Linked DNA regions of Mus musculus: region 1 is linked to region 2. A link is a contact called in public promoter capture Hi-C data. All regions are on one chromosome and are shown on one strand. Each heading gives the region's core, a stretch centred on a gene start, on an enhancer-like site or on the middle of the called end of the contact. The rest is flanking DNA. Distances are from core to core; before and after follow the strand shown.

The links. Promoter capture Hi-C pulls out the DNA fragments that hold promoters and counts their contacts.
Region 1: a contact with region 2 is called in a promoter capture Hi-C map of maxillary cranial neural crest. The contact joins the promoter of Vamp1 here to the promoter of Rtkn in region 2. A contact is called at or near these places in 3 of 39 promoter capture datasets (cranial neural crest, maxillary cranial neural crest and pre-B cells) and 1 of 9 other capture datasets (adipose tissue).

What each region holds. Positions count from the first base shown.
Region 1 is chr6:125,213,822-125,217,742 of GRCm38.p6, reverse strand. Vamp1 (vesicle-associated membrane protein 1) reads right to left here and starts at 2,162. Exons shown (of 5, transcript NM_009496.3): 1 at 2,016-2,162. The coding sequence starts at 2,017.
Region 2 is chr6:83,132,990-83,137,368 of GRCm38.p6, reverse strand. It overlaps Rtkn (rhotekin), which reads right to left and starts at 1,561. Exons shown (of 12, transcript NM_001136227.1): 1 at 1,310-1,561. The coding sequence starts at 1,420.

The DNA.
Region 1 (3,921 bases), core at 913-3,412, about 42 Mb before region 2:
ACGAAGCCCTGGGTGTCCTGGAACTCTCTATGTAGACCAGGCTAGCCTGAAATACAGATCTATCTGCCTCTGCCTCCCCATCTGCTGGGGTTAAAGCAACGGTGGGGCCTGAAGATGAACTCCTCTCTGACAGTCACCAGCTAACGAGTTCCCAGAGTTAAACCCACAGAAGCAAGGTAAAGAGAGAAAGCTAAAATTTGATGGGGAATAGAAATTTCTTAAGTGCTAAAAAAAAAAAAAATCTTTGCTAGAAAAGTCCAAGAATAAGTACAGTAAAGGTTAAGCCACCAGAAAGTTGCTAAAAAAAAAGTAAATTCCTTGATTAATTACAACAGAACCAAGATGCAGAATCTCTTTTTCCATAACTAAGGGAAATGTTCTAGACACGATGTAATAACCCCAACCGCTTCTCGGCCTTTTGGCTAAGATCAAGATGTAGAAGCCCCTCAGAAAGACTCTATTAGCAGATTACACCAGCTTCTTCCACTTAAAGGGCCGCTTTCCCATTTCCTTCCTAAACATAGAGGAATCTGCAAAGCCATGGGAGCCACAGGATCTGCACTGCTACTGAGCTAGCTAAGCAATCTAGTTCTAGACCAGAGGGAGGGATTTCAATGAGTTGGTAGCAGCTAGTGTTGGAAGGTGTCCAGGATGGTGGCACCAATGACAAGATTAAGGTCAGAGACCTCGTGATTCCCTGCTAGCCACCATGCTTTCTCAACCTCCTTCCAAACATCACACATGAAACTACCTGCAGCCAGTCAACTAAGAAGGACCCCTCCCCTCCCCTAAACATCTAGATCTATGGGCTTGTAAAAACTGCACAGAATGTTAATGCAGAGAACGGATAAAATGGCTGTGAAGCTTTGGAGAACTCACTTTATTTACTATTTGTGGCAGGTAGAAACACTCCACCCTAACCTATTCAGGGAGTTATAACCCTTATGTAATACAAAATCCTGCCCCCCTTTTGCCAATAGAGGCAACACAAGCAGAGTGTAGTGGTGCACACCTTTAATCCCAGCACTTGGAAGCCAGGGGCAGGTGGATCTCTGAGTTCAAGGCCAGCCTTGTCTATAGAGGGAATTCTGAGACAGCCAGGGGTACACAGAGAAACCCTATATGGAAAAGCCAAACAAAGAAGGGGGATAGAGAGAGCGAGGAAGAGGGAGAGAGAGAGGAAGAGGGAGAGAGAGAGGAAGAGGGAACAAACACAAATAAATCTAGCACCAGGCAAGAGATTCAGATAATAAATGAAAAGAAAGAAAATTCTTCATTGTGTGTATGTGATCCTAAAGGGAAGTTCTTAATTTATCTGGCCACAGAAGGGGATGATGCCAAAAAGAGCTAAAGGCTAAACTATGTGTTTTGGATAAAATGAAGAATTCACTGTTCTCCCTATTTCTCCTCCAATATTTATTTGGCTAGGACTTGATCACTGGAAATCGCCTTAGCATAAACAGCTGCATTAAGATTTCATACCACTGTCCCCTGAGACTTTCTGAGCTACTCGCAAGGCGCCACAGAACTAGCAAGTTAAGTTTCTGCAGCTTTGCTCACAGCCATGAGGCAGGTACATCACACTCTGGGTGAGGGGCATGCATAACGCAGAGACTGCGGGCACTCCAAGTCAAGAATGGACAGGAACACCTATAAGTCTTCCCAGAGGCTTTAAGAGTCTGTCAAACAAGAAAGGGTCTCCGAGTTTCCTGTCTGAATCTATACCTCCCCCACTTTTTCCCCTTTGGGGTTCCACGATACAAAGACAAGAGGGGAGGGTGCGGTGTACGTGGGACCCCCGCGCCCTCGCCCTGCCATGGAGTGCCAGCTGCAGTTGGTGCGGGATGGAGCGCTGCCCGCAGTCCGGGGTGGCCCGGTCTGGGGGCGGCGCGAGCTGGTGGTTCCCGGCGTCGCCGCAGCTGCTGCAATGCGCCATTTCCCGTCCCGCAGAGTCGGACACTGCGGGGGAGAGTCGGTAAAGAGGTGTCGAGGACCCTAGAGCAGAGTCAACTCACATTTTTCTGAAAGAGGAAGTGGAGGTCCGTCCCCTCTCTGGAGAATGCAACGAGACGGGCAGGGAGACACTGCGGCTGAAGCAGACGGAACTGTCGAGCGCCGCCTCACACGAAACACCCGGAACTCTAACTGCGGTGGAACTTACTGCAGGTGCAGGGCCGGCTCTCGGCTTTATTAGACATGACCACGCCTCTCGGATGATGTCAAAACCTCCAGGTCCAATCCTCGTGAGAAATGGCCTGCTAGTCCCGCCCCCACAACTACAGCAATTACCATTGTCCTCTTATTTCTATTTCTTCACTGACCAATACAAAAGTGGCTTGCTTAAAGTCCAGCTCAAACTCTGTCTCCGCCGCTGAGTTAGACCTTTTATGGTGCCTACCAGCCAATCGCTGAGCTGGAGACTGCTGTCATTCTTACCGCTCCCGCCCACAGCACCTGGCAGAAGGAAACCCAAGTGACTTAGACGCTGGAATCCAACTGGCTGCGAGGTTCAGCAGTGAATGCATATTCATGAAGTCCTTGGCCACAGGACCACCCCGTCACCATCCCTGCCTGAGACCATAAAACCCACATTCTTCATTCTTCTCTTCCCTATCACGAACTTCATCCCTAAACCTGTTAACACAGCGACTTAGTTAACCCAGCCCAGAAACCTGAACTAAAGTAGACTTCCCTATTTTATGTTTATGCTTTGTTTTGTTTTTTGAGACCTCTCTCTATAGATAGATAGATAGATAGATAGATAGATAGATAGATAGATAGATAGATATAGATATATACATATATACAGATATATAGATACACACACACATATATATGTGTGTATATATATATATATACACACATATATGTATATATATATACACACACATTATGCGTATGTATGTGTGTGTGTGTATATATATATATATATATATATATATATATATATATATACACACACACACACATATGTATATATATATTATGGTACAAGTTTCTGCCTGCATCTATGCATGCTTGGGTGCCCTTGGAGGCCAGAGGAGGGTTATTCCCTAGATGGTTTTGAGTATATGTGAGTGCTGGGAACCAAACCCTCTGCAAAAGCAATATGCTCCCTCCACCACTGAGCCATCTCTCTCCAGCCCCAGCCCTTTCCTCTTTACTCCTCCTCCAAAATCTAAGTAGAATCAATTTTTCCTTCTCAATACTTAAAGACGTTTCTTCTCTCTTCCAGTAGAATCCCTTTCCTAGACATCAGTTGTAAAATTCAACATTATTTTATGCTTCACAGCTTTAAAGGAATCTATAGCTGTGGTTGCGTTTTCCTAGCCTTAGAATTCTTATTTTACATTTAGTGGAAGCTTAGGTTTTGGATGCAGTGTAAATGTTTATATCTTAGGCATCCATGCAAAAGGAAAGAGAACATAGTAACATTAATAGGACAGTTACAACTTGACGTTCAGAGACTCTTTTCCCAGCAGAAACAGAGGCTTGTGTAGTCCAGGCTGGCTTCAAACATGAAATGTAGTCAAGAATGACCTTGAAATTCTGGTCCTCCTACTTCTGCCTCCTGAATGCTAGGACTGCAGAAGTTTACCACCATGCCCAGTTTTCTGCAGCGCTGGTCAGCGTACTCTGTTCCTTTTGCATGCTAGGCATTCACTCTGCCAACTGAGCTCCATCCCCATCCCCCAGAGACTAACTCTCAGGCAATCATGTGTTTCACTCAGATGTCCACATGTTGGTGTCCTGTGTGCAAGCGTTTACGTCTTTGGAGATGCATGCAGCATTTCATTACTGGACAGGACATACTCCTTTTCTCCCTCTGGAACTTCCTTTCAAGGGCCTGGCATTCATTCTGCAAGTTGTGACATTTTGATGTTCATGAGCAGGTATGACAAATACAGTGTGGGTAGAGCC
Region 2 (4,379 bases), core at 312-2,811:
CCCTTCCCTTCCAGACAGGAAACCAGCCCCGGGTCCCAGCCAGCTGCAGGGCTGTCCCCCACCCCCCTACTCCGGGACCGTGGAGTCACACTCAACCCGGCGGCAGGCCTGGCCCAGCAGCTCCGCCCCGACTCCTCAGCTATGGCTCCCAAGGCCTGGCATATCCTTGCAAGGCTCAGGAACACGAGCCCTCCTCCAGGTCCCCAACCTCGCCCCTGACTCCCCGACGCTGGCCACGCGCGGGTTCCTTGGGTCTAAGTTGCTGGGGCGGGAGGATGACAAAACCCTCCACTCTCTTCTGACTCAGAGAAAGCTTGGGACTGCGGGACACGGGCGTGAAAAGAGCCTTTGTTCTGGGCAGCCTAGAAGGAAAGGGCAAAAGCCAGGCCTGGAATCCCAGGCGGGAGGGGGGTGCACTGCTGGAAGAACCACCACGCTTAACCCTTCCCGGGCCAGTGAGGGATACAGACTTTAAACTGGGACCTCCTTGAGCATGTGGGAAGATGACCTTGGGGACATAAGTCTCTTTGGGGTGGCCAAGCCCCTCTCATTTCTGACTTAGCCATGTGCCTCCAGTGCCTCTCCAGTTTAGAGATTTAAGCATAGGGCTCAGAACGTGCTGACAGGGATACTCTGCTGCTGCTGCTGCTGCTGCTGCTGGTAGTGGTGGTAGTGGTGGTAGTGGTGGTAGTGGTGGTAGTGGTGGTGTGGTGACTCAGGCTAGAGGCTAGAGACTCTTCTTAGGCCCGAGAAGGGAGGTGGAAAGTTGGGTGTGACCACACACACACACACACACACACAGAGAGAGAGAGAGAGAGAGAGAGAGAGAGAGAGAGAGAGAGAGACATGTTGCCCTCCAGGAGTAACAGGGCATTGGGAGGACTTCAGACAAGTTACAGAACTGTGGAGACAACGGAGGTTGGCCTAGGGGGTCCGCACAGAGTGTGGGATGCTACTGGTAGCTGGGAACCGGCTGGGAACCAAAACAAAATTTCAAGTATTGGAGGATGCCTGGCTGCCCAATGTCCTTGGCCCAGGATACTAGAGGGACCTGGGTTTAGGCACAGTTAGGGAATTTAGAGCCTCTCGTGTGGACGCTAATCGGGACTTTTTAAGGCAGAGGCAAATTACCTCAACCAGGCAAGGCATGGCTTATACAGATCAGATGGACCCGCACCCTGTCCACACCTGGATTTCCAAGTCAACAACTTGAGCTAGAATAGACCCAGATCCTGGCGCGCCCAGGAGTCGGGGTGGCCAGGGCTACCTGCCAGAGCTGGGAGGGGAAGGCAGGGACGCGGCCTCTCACCTCCGGCGACTCGCTGAAGAAACTAAGTCGGAAGCGGCCGCGTTTGAACTCCATCTCCAGGGCGGAGCCCCTGGCCACTGTGATCCGACTCCGATGGTTTCGAGAGAACATGCTGGCAGCCCCTTGCCCAGTACGCTCCTGGGATCAGTCTCTCGCGGGCTTGGGCTCCGGTCCCTCGACGGCCGCCCTCCTACCAGTACAGCCGGGAATCTCCCCCAGCTGCCCGGTTCCCAAACCCCGCCCCCGGAGACGACACCTGGGCTGGGCAGGGCGCGGCACCCTCCTCTTCCACCCCCGCTAAAGTCCCGGCCCGTACTCGGGTGCCAAGCCAGTTTGGGTCGACAGTTTCATTGCCAGAGGCACCCTAAAGCACTCCAGCAGTGCCTGAGAGCTTCCATCCTTTCGGCTGGATTAGCTCACCAGCACTTGGGGCGGGTCCCCAAATCCCCTCCTCTGCAGCACCCCCCTCCCTACCTGTCAAACTGGTGTCCTGGAGCTCGGAAAACACCGGTAGTCACACTGCACTTTCTGGTTCTAGCTTGACTTGGGACCGCCCAAGTCTCACTTCTACAGTTGAATGCTTCTCTCTCCCATTCAGACTCCCCTGCATGGCTACCTGTCCATCCACAATGGCCTCGATTCATAAGGGGGAGGAACTTGACATTCCACTTACTTCCCTATGGGACCACAGAACTTTGGTCTAACCACTGAGCTTTCTAGTCTATTCGGTAAGGATATTGCAGTCTCAGTTGCTATGAAAATCGTACATGGGACCAACCTTGAGGCCGTCACAGGGAAAGTGCCCTATAAGCAGAGCTGAGGAGCAGATCCCAGAGCACTGGGCCCTCAGCAGCAAGCTTCAGCCCTCCGGACCCAGAGCTGGAGTGTCTTCAGACTATTACGTAAGGACTGGCTGCTTGCTGGATAGCAGGGTCCAGGTTCCTCACTCCCTGCCCTTACAGGAAGATGGCTCCCTTCTCTCTCCACCAGAGCTCACTAAGACTGGCTCACAGGCTGACTACCCACACTGGGTCTCCTGGAGGCTTCAGAACTGGCTGGGTAGACTTTGCAGCAGGGTGGGGCTACTACAGAGCAGGTGAGCAGAAGGCAGCTCAGAAGCACTGTGCTATACAGCAAGTGACTCAATAGCCTTTTAGAAAGTGGACTTAAAATCCCTTCAGCAAAGTGACTTGGGGGACCGGGCACTGGCGTATATACACCTGATAAATCAAAGGTCAGGCTTTGGTGGGTATCACTTAACTAGGTATCCAGTCACAAAGATGTGTTGTACACACACACACACACACACACACACACACAGAGAGAGAGAGAGAGAGAGAGAGAGAGAGAGAGAGAGAGAGTTTCCTTTACTTCACTTTCATTTTGCTCTTACCCTCAACAGCATAAGATTGCTGTCAAAAATTCTGGGACTACATCTTCTCAGACTTAATTCAACTAAAAAAAGAAAAAGAAAAGAAGAGAAAAAGAACATCTGTGGATTAAGGCTTTTAAACAAGTCTGGGATTCACACCCAGCCATTTGAGATCATTCAATTCAAGTGCCCACACACACACACACGTACATACACACAAAAAGGAAAAAAATTGCTGAGGCCAGATGATTGACTAGACCTGAACTTTGACTAAGAGTCATGCATGCTTGCTGGTCACACCTGAGTGACTTGTGCCCTCCTAGAGAGCAACTAGAACCCAGTCAGCTGGGGGCGGGGGTTGGGGTGGGGGGGGGAGAAGTTCCTCAAAGGATGTTTCAGGCACTAGAATCATGTGAAGAAATGACAAGTGGCAGGGAGAAAGACAGACGACTGTCCATTCTTGCCCCCCTACACATGCACACACAAGCATGCACGCACACATACGCACGCATGCACACATACTCAAACGATGGAGAAGAAAGAGGGAAAAGAGAGGGAAGCAGGCTGAATACCTCACTCCACATGTTCACTCTCGCTACTCTGCGTGAGCTTCCCAGAGAGGGGCAGTCTGTCTTGTCCCGCACTTACGCCCTGCACTTTGCAAGTGTCCAATAAGCATCAGAGGACATACACAGAAGAAGCACACCGACTTAAGATGCTGAGGGAAGTCTCATTGGACTATAACAGCTCATTACCCTGTCAGGAGTATCAGTGCTCACCAGTAATCCCACTACTCATGAGGTGGAGGCAGGAGAATTGCTTGGAGTGTGAGGCTAACCAGTGCTACATAGTTAGACCCTGTCTCAAAAGGAGAGGGAGAAAAAAAAAAAGGAGAGGGAGAGATGGCTCAGCAGTCAAGAATGAACACTATTTTATTACAGAGGACCTGAGTTAGGTTCCCAGTATCCAGCTCTAGAGGCATCCAAGGCCTCTGGTATTCCCAGACACCTGCACTCATACACATTCACGAGCACGCACACACACAGACACACACACACACACACTCTAAATCTTTTACAAAAATCATTAAGATAAAGATCAATTGGGTAATTGGATTATGGATGGAGTTCAGCAGCAGGTTTAAGGCCCTTAGATCTAATCCCCAGTACCACAAACAACTAAAGGGGTTCATTTCCAACTGGAGGTGAGTGGCCCATGCCTTTGATCCCAGGGAGACAGAGGCAGAGGGATCTCTGTAAGTTACAGAATTCATAATGAATTCCAGACCTAGATAGTGAGACCCTGACTCAAAAGAGCAAACAAGCCAAACAGTTCATTTTCCGTGTTTGTTTTTAAGCATGGAACCCATCTTTCCAGATGAAATTTGACCTGGAATGTGTGACACACTCTGAACCTGAGGGCTGTGATAGAAACAGGTGCTGCAGCCTCTCTCTCGCCTGCTCTCTGCATCCCTGAAGGGCAGGACACAAGAGCTTCTAGAAGAGTGAGAGGACACCTCTAAGAGCCAGGCAAGACCTAAAAAAGCAGACTCCGGGAGAGAAAACTGAGCTCAAAGACATCCCTACAAGCCGGGCGTGGTGGCGCACGCCTTTAATCCCAGCACTCGGGAGGCAGAGGCAGGCGGATTTCTGAGTTTGAGGCCAGTCTGGTCTAGAGTGAGTTCCAGGACAGCCAGGG